Linked DNA regions of Rattus norvegicus: region 2 is linked to region 1. The links are chromatin contacts, called in public Hi-C maps. All regions are on one chromosome and are shown on one strand. The core of a region is the stretch at or near the end of the contact, and the rest is flanking DNA. Distances in the headings are between cores, read along the strand shown. Region 1 holds the start of Nol11 (nucleolar protein 11). Region 2 holds the start of Pitpnc1 (phosphatidylinositol transfer protein, cytoplasmic 1).

Region 1 (6,721 bases), core at 3,897-6,396:
TTTCTTTGCTCCCCTGTCCAAATACACTGCACAATTTTGAAAAGGCCATCTTTGATACCATCTCCAAGACTGACAGGTACCTGATCCCAGACCCCTGGAAAAAGACTGTGTTCACCAAGTCCCCCACCAGAAAATCCCTGACCATCTTGTGAAGATCCATGCTGGAGTCTTCATTTAGAGGATATAGGCTCCAGCTGTCACTACCATATGGGGGCTTTAAACCATAAGAATAAAGCAAATTAAGTCTTCTTAAAAAAAAAAAAAAGCTTAATTTAGGCATAGGAACAGTTATAACTACCATTTTAGTGTTCACAAAAAAAACAAGCTAAGAGAAATAGCAAAATTGCATCTTAGTTTTAAAAATAACACAGGTGACTTAAAAAAGACCAGAAATTGAAGATATCACTTACATTTTCAGTAATAAAAATTAAAACCGGTTGCTTAAATAACATGAAAACCTCTGACCACCTTTAAAGAAGAGAGAAAAATTAGAAAACACAAAATCAGTTGAGAGATGCTCTTGATGAATGATATTTAAGTAACTGTTATGGTGTTCTAGAGTCAGGACAAGAGGGAAGCCTGACTTCACTCATGGCAGTGAAGGCAGCACAGATCATCAAACTTCCCAGACACTGATGAAACTGTGAGGTGGGCTGAGAGGAGCCTGCATCCCCCTTTCACCTCATTACTTTGGGGACTAGAGTCCTTAGGGTTACATTAGAACCATATATGGCTTCCATAAGCAACAGAGAACAAGGCAAGGGAAGTTAAGACTAGGGCAGCACTGACGGTGTGTGGCAAAGTGGTGATGAGAACCCAAAGTCACTCACTGCCTGACAGCTGTTCACACCTTAAGGCACACACGCACGGTCAGTCCAAGACTGAGTGTTCACTCGCTCACTCAGCACAGGCCTTGCTCTTAGGACTTTAGCTTCTACCAGGTCAACCTCAAGAGGCCACAAGTGAAAGGTCACGCACTGTCCCAGCACCAGGTGAATGAGCTGTTTCTCCAGTGCTCCTCCAGGGCCCAGGAAAGCCAGAGGCACTGCAGCCCTACCATCACCTCTTACTACAAAGACAAGTTTTTCTCCAGGGAAAGAGCTGCAGCTTGGCTGGTAAGCATGACAGAACCAAAAAGTTTGGACTTCCAATACTGTCCATTTCCTTACAAACCACTGACTGTCCAGGTCTCTGACACTTGACGGACAGTGAGGACTCGAGGACCATGGTGATTTCCTCATCATTTTTTATTATTCCACAGGCTCACAGGCTCTTGGGGACTGTGCTCAGGGTCTCATAAATGGTGTTGTAGTTGTTAACGTTTTGTTTTGTTTTTAAGACAGGGTCTCATTATGTAGCCCTTGCCAGCCTAGAACTTATTATGCAGACCAGGCTGGCCACAAACTCAGAGACCTGACTGCCTCTGTCTGCCTAGGACTATACCCAGCAATAAGTGGGATTTAATTAGGGTATGTTTTTCCTTTGGATTCCAGGGATTGATTCTAGGCTTCAAACAGGCTAGGGCTAGGTAGGGCTATACCACTGAATTATCCCATAGTCCTTTATGTTTCTAGCACTAATACCTTTAAACACAGTAAAAAAAAAAAAAAAAAGTATTAAAGTACATTTTCTAAGTAAAAATTCATAGGCAAGTACTGGCACTCACTCGATCACTTCCTCATCTGGTATGACAGCTTCAATGTTCTGCTGTGGCTCTGCAAGCAAGGCCTCTAACCCACGAGCAGCGCCTCTTCGGAACAGCACCAGGGGTTCTGTTCTTTGTACTGAGTGGATCCTATGGACCTCAGCTGACAGCTGGAAAAAAAGGTTCCAAATGTTTTTAGTTTTACTCTAAAAGAATAGACATATAAAGCAATACAGACATTTAAAGGTGTTTAGCTTAGTTGCCTGGCCTTGGACTCATGACTGTGGCTGACATTACCAGCAGGTGCCCAAGAGACTTATGTTTGGGCACCTTTAATCCCTTTAATCCCTGAGGATCTGCCTGTCCTCCCTGCCACCCAGAAGTCTGAGCTATTAATTTCCTGGAGGCAGGCAGGCAGGCAGATGTATGTGAGTTCAAGGCTAGCCTGGTTTACATATCAAGTTCCAGGTCAGCCAGGACTATACAGTAAAATTCTGTCAGAGAGAAAGATAGAGATTATTAGCCTACCCCCACCCTGGGTCTGTCTGTCTGACCCCGTGCTGTAGGGCCTTGTACAGACTGGGCAAGCATTCTAACTGAGCTAAGCCTTACACCCACACACATGCTGAAACAGAGATTGACTAAGACAACACAAAATAAAACAAACAATTACAAAGACAAAAGCAGCAAGGAGCTGGTAAGGTAATAGGTAAGGCTCTTGCTGCTAACGAAGGGTGAGAAAGAGCTCAGCTCTCCAGGATTTTAGGAAGCAGCACAGTTTGCAGTTTCATGCGTCTAGGCAACAACTGTATTGGCTCTGAATTATTCTCACTTGGGGTTCTAAGGTGTATCAATTCCATATCATTTCTATTTTATTATGTTCATTTGTTTCACTTGCATGTATGTCTGTTTGTAGTTGTCAGAAGCCATGGAACTGGAGTTACAGCCAGTGCTCTTAATCACTAAGCCACCTCTTCAGCCCCAGACGTTATTAATTATAGAGACAGACATTTAGAACTAGAAATTCGTTTGCTGAGACAGGGTCTCACTTCTGTCTCTGTCTCTGTCTCGTGGGTGCTGGGATTAGAAGAGTACACAAGGGGCTGGTGAGACGAAATATCACAGAAAATAAACATTCTTACAAGAAATACATCAAACATTCAAACTCCAAAAACGATTTTTCTATTTTTAAAAATAGTTATGTATGTGTATGCATCATGTGTGTGCATCATGTGTATGCAAGCCCGAAAAGGCATCAGGATTGCCTAGAGCTGGAGTTATAGGTGCTTGTGTGCTGGGAACTGAATTCCAGTTTTCTGCAAGAGCAGCAAATGCTCTTAACTGAAGAGTCATCTTTCTAGCCCCATTCAGAACTATTTAAATCAGTCTTTATGGGATTACATAGCCTGTAGTGTCTAACCCACTAACACATGAAGGGGAAAATGACAAGCGTGAGCTCTTTTTCCCCAGAGGCAATGTGGTATATATCAAACATGAAATTGAGTTGTTTCATTTCACCAATAATTAAATATGTCAGAAAACCCAAAGACTTACTGTAGCTTTGAATACTTTATCCAGGTTTACGTCTTCATTATTCCATATTCTCAAAACCTTAAATCAAAAAAGTACACTGGTTATATAGTGCTGTATTGCCTATTTACATGTAAGGAATAATCATACATGCAATATAGTTTATGTTACACATATTATTGTTTTCAATTTTACCTTATGGTCATGTACCATAATATACTCTCCAGTCTGAAAGTTGCACACAGCAGGACATGTTATAGTCTGGCCTTGTTTCACCGACCAGCTGCCCAAGGGTTTCTGGTCAGAAACCTGGCAAAAGAATAAACAGTTTAAGAATTTAGCTTCGGACATTAGAGCAGTTAGATTTAATAAATGAAAAAAAAAGCCCTTGAATGAGAGTACTGACTATGATTTCTACCTGTGTGAAGTACCTAAACTAAAACAATGACATCTGAGAGAATGGCTACCAGGGGCTGGGACAAATTATTATTTCTTCTGTATTGGAGATGGTCTTTCTGTGTAATCTAGGTTGGCCTCGAATCCAGATTCTCTTACCTCAAGTTCCAGAGTGGATAGTTACTATTTATTTTTAGTCTTTTTTTCTTTTTTTTTTTTTTTTCCGGAGCTGGGGACCAAACCCAGGGCGTTGAGCTTGCTAGGCAAGCGCTCTACCACTGAGCTAAATCCCCAACCCACTATTTATTTTTAATTACATGTATGTATTTATTGTGCACGCACACACTCATGAACCCAGAGGCTAGAGGACGGTGTTCAGGAATCTCCTTTCCTTCTACAGGACCCCCATTGAAGGAATCAGAGAAAGGACTGGAAGAGCTTGAAGGGGCTCGAGACCCCATATGAACAACAATGCCAAGCAACCAGAGCTTCCAGGGACTAAGCCACTACCTAAAGACTATACATGGACTGACCCTGGACTCTGACCCCATAGGTAGCAATGAATATCCTAGTAAGAGCACCAGTGGAAGGGGAAGCCCTGGGTCCTGCTAAGACTGAACCCCCAGTGAACGGGATTGTTGGGGGGAGGGCGGCAATGGGGGGAGGAAGGGGAGGGGAACACCCATAAAGAAGGGGAGAGAGAGGGGTTAGGGGAATGTTGGCCCGGAAACCGGGAAAGGGAATAACACTCGAAATGTAAATAAGAAATACTTAAGTTAATAAAAAAGTAATAAAAAAAAGTGTTTTGTGGATGATTGCTATAACAAGGTTCTAAGTGTGCCGAGACAGGAATTAGGCTGCAAATCCGGTGAGACTGCGACTTTCCAGCCCTCAACTCTTAAGTTTCAGAGTGTGATGCAGAATTGCTCAACCTTTCTAGGATACCAAGAAATCTCTGCCTCTTCCCATTCCCCGACTTCCCGCGTCCCAGAAATCCCAAGGAACCGAGGATGTATTGGAGAACACATATTTTCAACCTATCAGTGTCATCCTTTGAAGCTCAATCTCCGCTCGACCCTTCAGCAAGCAAGCCGCAGGGTGACAGAAATCCCCTTGGCCCGGCTCTCTCCGGGAGATTAGAAGGGGAGGCATAGGTTCCCAGCTTATCCCTTGTGCACCGAGACACCGCCGCATGTCCTTCGGAAATATGTCAGTCCTCACAAGCAAACAGCTTCTGAACCTCATTCGGCGTCCAGCCGACTCTGTCGCACCGCAGACGTCTGTCACGCCCGCTCCTGGCTTTCCATCCCAAGAGGTGATAAACTCAAGCCTCCCGCTCCCAGCTTCCGACAGAGGCGAGACACCTGCCCGCCGCTCCCACCGCCCTCACCTTGTAGAGGACGACGGTCCTGCCTCTGTCGGTCACTAGGAACTGGTCGGCCTTGTCACTGGGCTCTACACCTAGGAATCCTTCAGGCCCGGCGCCTAAGACTCCAGTAGACAACGTGAATTCTTCTTCCAAGGCTGCCATTTTGGGCTGGCCTACAGCCCGTGCATGCCTCCCAGTAGGCTTTGCGCTTCTCTCGCGAGAGCGAAAGACACAAAAGGGGTGGGTCCTCGCCAAAGGAGGAAAATCAGCTCCTGCAGAACTGCGACCCCTGGCGGGTGGAAGAGAGATCACCGCCCAGTGGGTGGAGCCTAGACCACGTGCCAATGACCGTGCCCCTCGAGGCCACGCCTCCCGACTCCTAGAGACAAATCGTTAAGTTGGCTTCTCTGCCCTGTGTTTGCCAGTTAGCTAATGGAAACTGAAGGATGAGTTTAAAAAAAAAATGGCCTGGTTTTAAAAAAAAAAAAGCAGCTTTAAAAAACATGCTAAGTGGGGTTGGGGATTTAGCTCAGTGGTAGAGCGCTTGCTTGGCAAGCGTAAGGCCCTGGGTTCGGGCCTCAGCTCCAAAAAAAAAAAAAAAAAAAACATGCTAAGTGAACTCTAGGAAGTCCTACCGCAATATGCCAGAAGGGAAAAAAAATTAACCTGCAGATGACTCTTAAGGTGCTGTTTCAAAATGCCTAATCTCATTTACATCAACCCTCCAGAGGTGTCTAGTCCTGTGGGCATTTATTTTTCCTGTCGTTTTGGCGCTGGTAGAAAAATCTCTTCCAGATTATAAGGATGTAATTCCTTTGATTAAAAAACAAAACACGAAATCTAACTGGGCGTGGTGGCACATGTCTTTGATCCTAGCACTCTAGAGGCTGAGGCAGGGGGGAATCTCAGTAAATTCGAGAGCGGTTTGGTCCGCATGGAATTCCAGGACAGCCTTAGCTACAAAAAGAAATTTAGCAGGGCATGCCCAGCCCTTGGCAAGCCAAGGATGATCAACAGATTGGTGGCCAGCCTGGGCTACTGGGAGGTGCTCTCACAGAGCGAACTAGGAAATGCTCTGTGCTAACTAACGTTGGCTAGGCTTCCTTTAACCTCAGTGTGGGTGAAGAATCACAAAAGTTTCATCCCTGGAGATCCCTGACTCTGACAGATAGCTAAAGTGGAGCGGTTTGCTGCTTGTATAACTTTGGGGATGGGGCTTGTGAATTTTACAGGTTTTGGCTTAATTATACTTGTAAATTTTATTTGCTGAGTCTCTGGGCCTTACACCTCCTTTTTCCTTGCTAGGAAATACTCAGAGGCACTACTGCAGTTTGAGCAGACTGCTGCACAATGTATGCATATATATATATATATATATATATATATATATATATATGTGTGTGTGTGTGTGTGTATGTGTGTGTGTGTGTGCGCGCATACATACACACACATTGTTTCTGTTTTGTTTTGTTTGGAATAGGGCATTTTGTAGCCTAGGCTGGCCTGGAACTTACCTAGTAATGAGTATCACTGGGCCCTTATTTATATGCATCTGGGTGCACCACCCACACCATCTTGCTTCTGGTCCTGGCTGTCCGGGACCTGACAGACTACCTCATGAAGATCTGACAGAGCAAGGTTGAAGCTTTACTACCACAACTGAGCTGGAAACTGTGGGTGACATTAAGGAGAGGCTTGATATGTTGGCCTGGATTTTGAGCAAGAAATGGCTACTGTTGCATCGTCTCCCTCCTTGGAGAAGGACGCTGTGAGCTACCTGA
Region 2 (6,479 bases), core at 3,697-6,196, 290 kb after region 1:
TCCCAAGCGCACACACACACACACACACACACACACACACACACACACAAACAGTTGCAATTTTGTTTGATTGTAGAAGGTCCAAGAGAGTTCTGTCAGCAATGTGGTGATGGGATGAGCTCCAGCTCCAGAGCCTCGAGGGGAGAAAACAGAGGAAGAAACAGGCAGATCTCTGGGGCTCACTGCCCCACCTAGCGTAGCTGACTTGGCAAATGGTTCCAGGCCAGTTTAAGGCCTCATCTTAAAAAAAAAAAAAGTTATCTGAGAAAGGGCAGCCAAGGTTATTCTCTGGCTTTGGCTTCAACTTGTATACCAGCATATATAATCTCAATTAATCCATGGAATGATACTTTTAAATTCCTTACACTGAAACTCTCAATCTACCCCCTCCTCGTGTGTGTGTGTGTGTGTGTGTGTGTATCTATCTGTGTGAGTTGTGTGTCTGTCCATGTGTCTGTCTGTATGTCTGTCTGTGTTGAGTGTATGTGTTTGAGTCTGAGTCTATCCGTGTGTGTGTGTGTGTGTGTGTGTGTGTGTGTGTGTGTGGCGCTGGTGACAAACCCAGGGCCTCAGCCTCCTCAGCGAGCCTTCCTCCACTGAAGCACATACAAGCATACCATTAACACCCTGCTTCAGACAAAAGCTCAGTGTTATTCCCCCCCCCCCCCCCCCCCCCCCCCCCCGTCTCACGGAGCTGTTCTCTTTCCTGGAACTGGGGAACATTTTATGTGTTAAAGTAAGACTGGAGAGAGAGTAGAAGTCAATACTATCTGTAACAATTCAAAGGCCCCTGGTTTTTTTTATTTCGATGACAGGGCTGACTGTATCTGTTTTCAAGAAATGATTTTCTTTTCCCTGGATTAAACACTGCAGAGCTCGGGGAAAGGGAAAACAAGTAAAGACATTACCAACATGCTCCTCCTCGCTTTGCCATTAACTAGTTTTGCAGCCGGGAACACAGCATTTAACCTTGTTCTGCAGGGGAGGGGGCAGAGAGAAAGTTTCATGGCTGACTTCAAACTTATTTTATAGCTGAGGATGACCCTAAAGTTTCCAATATCTCTCTCCAGCTCCCATCTCCCTACCACTGGGATCACTAGTATTTATCACTGTAGCAACCATGACAGGGATTCCCAGAGGCCACATGGGGTCAGGGGAGAAAGAAAAGGGACAGTGACCAGACAATGACTCTCCAAATCCCAGGCAGGCGCTTCCTTGGCAAAATCCAGTGAGTGCTACTAATTAACATCCAAAGTTAATCAGGAGCAAGCGCCAGAAGGTCCACACAGGTTGCACCAAGTCCAAAGGGAGTCAGAGGCTGAAGCAGGAGTGGAGCTCCCAGAGACTGTTTGATTTGCAGTAACGTCTTCTGCAGCCAGACACTTAGTTGCTCCCCAGCATTGAGTGTTAAGGCCGGCCAGCAGGGCACCACCATGGGACGGGGAGGCTGTGGGGTGGACTACAGTTCAGCCTCTCTATAAAGTGTCTGACATCTAGCCAGCCAAGTCTGCCTTCCTAACCCATCAACTGATTCGGCTAATTCAAAAAAATTTTTTTTCTGTCTGAGACCGCCCATCTAAACTGGCTTCGCATCTCTGATAAAACGTGGAGCAATTTCACAATAAGACCTCAGGCCGGGGATGTAGCTCAGAGGCAGAGGTTGAGCCTGCCCTGCTCAAAGCCATGTTCAACCTCCAGAACCACAAAGAGAATGAAACAAAATGAAAAGAAAAGGTAAAAAATTCAGAATATGACCTCACAGACTCATCCTTACTTTGGTCTAAGTAAGTTTCACGTTAAGCAATTTAATAATTATCCTATAGGTAGAGTCTGGCTTCCTTGGCCAATTAAGAAAGGTCATTCTAGACAGGTGTGGCAGTGCACACTTTTAATTCCAGCACCCGAGAGACAGCAGAGTCAGGCAGATCTCTTAGTTTGAGGCCAGTCTAAGCTACAGAGAAACCCTGTCTCAAGAAAGAAAAACAAAGAAAGAAAGCAAGGAAGCTGGGCTGGAGAGATGGCTCAGTGGTTAAGAGCACCGACTGCTCTTCCAAAGGTCCTGAGTTCAATTCCCAGGAACCACATGGTGGCTCACAACCATCTGTAATGGGATCCGATGCCCTCTTCTGGTGTGTCTGAGGACAGCGACAGGGTACTTGTAAAGTTAAAAAAAATTCTTGAAAGAGAGAGAGAGAGAGAGAAGGGGGGAGGGAAAGCCACCCCCTAAACCTCTCAAATGTAATTACTACACCGAATACTTAAACGTCGGGGGAATGCTCTAGCAGTTAAGAAAGGCGGAGCCAGGTGACATACACTTAATCCCAACAGACAGGTCTCCGAGTTGAGTTCGAAGCCAGTCCAGTCTCCGGTCTAGACAGTGAGTTCTAGGACAGCCAGGACTACATAGAACCTGACTCATTATTTGACTGAGTCGGCGAGCGCCCTAGGGATTGCACAGTCCCATCTATTACCACAGTCAAAGCTTCCAAACGGATTGGAAGCATGCGGACACCCCCAGGTCCGGTCGCCCTGGTCCTGCTCAGCAGTTCCAGAGGTGGGAAGACAGCATGTCCACAAAGCACCAGCACCAGGGAGGGGAGGGGTGTGTACGTCCATTCCCATTCATTTGCCTTTCTCCATCCTCCACAAAGCCGTACGCTGCTTCTTCATTGATAAGGTTAAGAGGCACCTAACTACCGCTTAAAACCCAGCTCAAAATGCTGCCACCCCAGAAATGCTAGCAAACTCTAAAGCTTGTTGATAAGGCTGGGGGTGGGGAGTGGGGCGTGGCTAAACTATCCCTCTCAGTCTTTGGCAGCCAGTGTCGAGTGTCAAGTGTTTTGTAAACTTTAGGCTACTTTGATCTTGCCTGGGAGGGTCCTAGGGTCTCTCTCACCTTAACACAGGCGCCAGATGCCGAAGGAAGATTACTACCACCATCCCGGTAAGGGTGGGGGGTGGGGGGCAGCCATAGTCTTTGACTGAGTAACACAAAAGCACAAGGCCCCTTTCACAAAGTAGTGAATAGATCACATGTCTGATAGATTAAATGCACCGGTTTTAAATACAAATACGTCGTGGATCGCTGATTTCATTTGTTGCCACACCAAACCACAGGATTCTTTTTTCAAACTGCCTTGTTTGGCTTCATATTCTGGCTATGTGGCCCTAGACAGACGCAAAGCACTTATGAAATATCCAAAGAGGTGGGGAGAAAGGGGAACGAAAACGAAGCCCGGGCCGGAGTGACCCTCACTGAGTCACCGTTTCCTCAATGGCGGAGCTCGCTGTTGGGGCGGCAGGGGGGGAGGTCGGGGGGGCGGAGGAAGAATCGGAAGAATGCAAGCTGACCTGCGCGTGGAGGCCGAGCCCTTGAGCAGGGAGCCCCCTACCCTGCAGCCCCGATACTCAGAGCCGGGAGGGCTGGGCCCGACGGCCTGGAGCGCCCTCCGGTGGCCGCGCCGCGGGCCCCACCACTGGGGCTCTTCCTAAGACCACGCTCCCCGCCGCGGAAGGAACGAGACACGCAGAAAGTTTCCGAGCCAGGCGGTCAGCAAAGGACAAGCCAGGTCCCGGAGGGAGCCTGGATGCTCGGACTGGGCAGGAGCCAGCGCCTAGACTGGAGGCGACAAGGAGAAATCTGGTTCTAAACGGACCCTCTCTAGGCCTCCGACGTGCCCCCAGGAGGGACTCTCGGCAGATCCCGACCGCGCGGGATATGTCCCTGCAAACCCACCTCGTAAAGGGTACATGGGGACAGTGGCTATCACCACGGCGGGGTACCCCGATACTCCGGCTGCAGAGCATGCTTGGAGTCTTGTACTCTGTGCATTTGCTTAATTGGAGGGAGGGGGCGCAACAGCTCCCTGTGACGCATTGTGGTCCCCAGTAATCTGATTCTAGATGTCCCCGAAGAGCTCACCTGGACTCCCCCGCCCCACCCCCACGCCTCCTTTCCTCTGCCGGGGTGACGAGTGGGAACAGCGAATCCCCAGCCTCCTCCCCTTACAGCCTCCAGGTTTGGGCGCCAGGGTTTCCCCGCCGCACGCAGTGGACCCGCCGGCCGAGTGGTGGCGGCTGGGGACCCGAAGCGGGCGAGGCCGGGCGCGGTGCCTACCTCGTCCACGGTGAGCGGCATGCAGATTCGGTACTCCTTCAGCAGCATGTTCCTGCCGGCCGCGGACCCCGGGAAAGAAGGGGGCGTCCCAACTGATGAGCAAGGCTGGAGCCCAGTGGAGGGCAAAAACGCTGGGAACCGGAGAGCGAAGCAGCCGGGGTGGTGCGCTCAGCTCCTAACTGCCTCCGGTCCGCCCCAGAGCATGTCAAGCTTCGGGTCCCGGTGTCTGTGACTCCCCCGCCTCCTTCCTCGCAGAGATCAGCTCTCCCGGTATTGCAAAGTCAGGCACTGAGGGAGGGAGACCCGCGGGAGACAGCTCCGATCAGCAGCCCCGGGCTGGTAGGCGCGGCTACCAGATCAGGACATGCCCGGCGGCGGGCAAGAGAGGCAAAAGGAAGGGGAAAAGGGATTTCCACAAATTCAAACAAATGCACAAAAGTCGCCCTCTCGATCCTCCTCCGAAAGCAGAGCTGAACCTGGCGAGCTCCCTTTTCTCCTACCCGTCTACCCTGGGTTAATGTCACCAGGAACACATTGCCGCGGGAGCCGGCGATGCTGACTTTCCAAACAAAGGCTCGATGGGCTCCTCTCCCCGGGCGGTAAACAAGATTTCCTGCTCTTTTTTAGGGCCAGTCCCCGAGTCTCTCCGGAGCTCAGCTGAGAGAGAGAAGGGAAACCGTGGCCGCCAGGGCTCTGCCCTGCTCTGGGCCCCGGGTGTCTTCAACCTCGGCGGTTGGCTGCCAGCGCCTTGCGCGCGTCCCCTCCCCCGAGTCCCTCGGCTCTGCGAGCTCCGTGCGTGCCCGTGAGTTTGCAGCCAGCTCGCCGCGACTGGAGAGTCCGCGCCGAGCTGCAGTGTGCCTGGGGCAGGGAGGTGGGTGCGGGAGGAGCGAGAGCGACGAGGCTGACATCAGCAGCGGCCGCGGCGGGGAGGGTAGCCCCATCCGGCCAATGGGGAAATGGCAAAGAATGTGGAGGATTTAAACAAAACAGCATGTCTCTCCCCGTCTGCTGCCAGACAGCCTGGGCTGTCCCAGAACCTAGAGCGGCTAGCGACGAAGAGAATCGCAAAGAGGGGCTATCCTGGACTCTGACAACGTTGGGATCTGTTTTCGAATGTACTCTGGGTGCCATGGGGCTCTCGAGTTAGTCGCTCTGGAAACTCAGTTTCCAAAGTGCACTAGTGCCCCTTGACTTTGGGGGTGGGAGCGTCTTTACAAATGCTCACAGCGAACATTTTTCTCTCTGATAGGGTAAGGCAAGGCCGAGGGCAAAAGAGGTGATGGTTTTACAGTATGTTTTTCTAATATGTTTTTAAGACGGAATCCTCCAGCAGTGTTGGTAAAAACAAAGTATAAATGCTCGCGCGCTCACATCACACACACACACACACACACACACACACACACACACAGAGAGAGAGAGAGAGAGAGAGAGAGAGAGAGAGATTGAGATTGAGATTGCCTGTTACCTCTTTCTCCCTGGCTCTACAATCCTACTGCAAGCTTCCCAGAGCAGAAAGAATAGGTTTTCGTGTCAGCACTCCTAAGTTCAAAAAGTCACAGTGAAATGTCAATTAAAATGCCTGGGGTGTTGGTATTTCATCCATATTAAACAGATCTCTCATTTTAACCACAAGAAGCACATTCTTCGGTTACTCAGGAAGCAGCATGTAACTGCTGAAGTCTGGTTTTCATTTGTCTGACTTTTTTTTTTTAGCTTGTTTTCCTAAAAATGGAAAAAAAATATGCATCCAGTGCCTATAGGAGGATAATCTGTAAGCATCACTGGCTCTCACGTATAGATGTGCGTGCGTGTGTGTGTGTGTGTGTGTGTGTGTGCTTGTGAACTCCGGAAACCTGTATCCACCCATAGAGCTTGCATAGGGCAAGGCAGACTATGCAGGCCTCAATAATACAGATGTTAAAATTATGCTCAGTAGGTCACTAAGCAACATAATGGGAATGGGCTCTGGCTAAAGTTGTCTAGATGACCCAAGTTTAGAACTCAGGGAACATGATCCACCCTGCTAGGAAAAGGACACCCTAATTCTAGCTTATATTTTGGTTAAGAAAGAAAGAAACAAAGAAAAAATATTTTCTAGATAAATGCTTCCCATAGTTGGCTCAGAAATATTTACAGCAGCTAATTAAAGCCAAACCGAATTCCTTGAGAACTGTGTTTGTTTTTGCTTTTGTTTTGTTTTTGAGATAGGGTTACTCCGTGTAGCACTGGTTGTCCTGGAACTCACTTTGAAGTCCGGGCTGACCTTGAGCTCAGAGACCCACCTGCCTCTGCCTCCCAAGTGCTGGGATTAAAAGTATAGTCTGCCACCATCCTTTGAGGTAGATCATCTAAATTTGAC

What was found. A called contact is a pair of places that touch in the nucleus more often than the background predicts.
Region 2: a Hi-C map of Schwann cells shows a contact between it and region 1, with 4 times the contacts expected there. The contact joins the promoter of Pitpnc1 here to the promoter of Nol11 in region 1. A contact is called at or near these places in 6 of 12 Hi-C or Micro-C datasets (Schwann cells, frontal cortex, hepatocytes and 3 more).

What each region holds. Positions count from the first base shown.
Region 1 is chr10:92,636,248-92,642,968 of GRCr8, forward strand. It overlaps Nol11 (nucleolar protein 11), which reads right to left and starts at 5,147. Exons shown (of 18, transcript NM_001402074.1): 1 at 4,962-5,147; 2 at 3,371-3,484; 3 at 3,200-3,256; 4 at 1,667-1,815; 5 at 411-468. The coding sequence starts at 5,102. It also overlaps the pseudogene Actb-ps10.
Region 2 is chr10:92,923,398-92,929,876 of GRCr8, forward strand. Pitpnc1 (phosphatidylinositol transfer protein, cytoplasmic 1) reads right to left here and starts at 4,947. Exons shown (of 10, transcript NM_001427419.1): 1 at 4,118-4,947. The coding sequence starts at 4,165.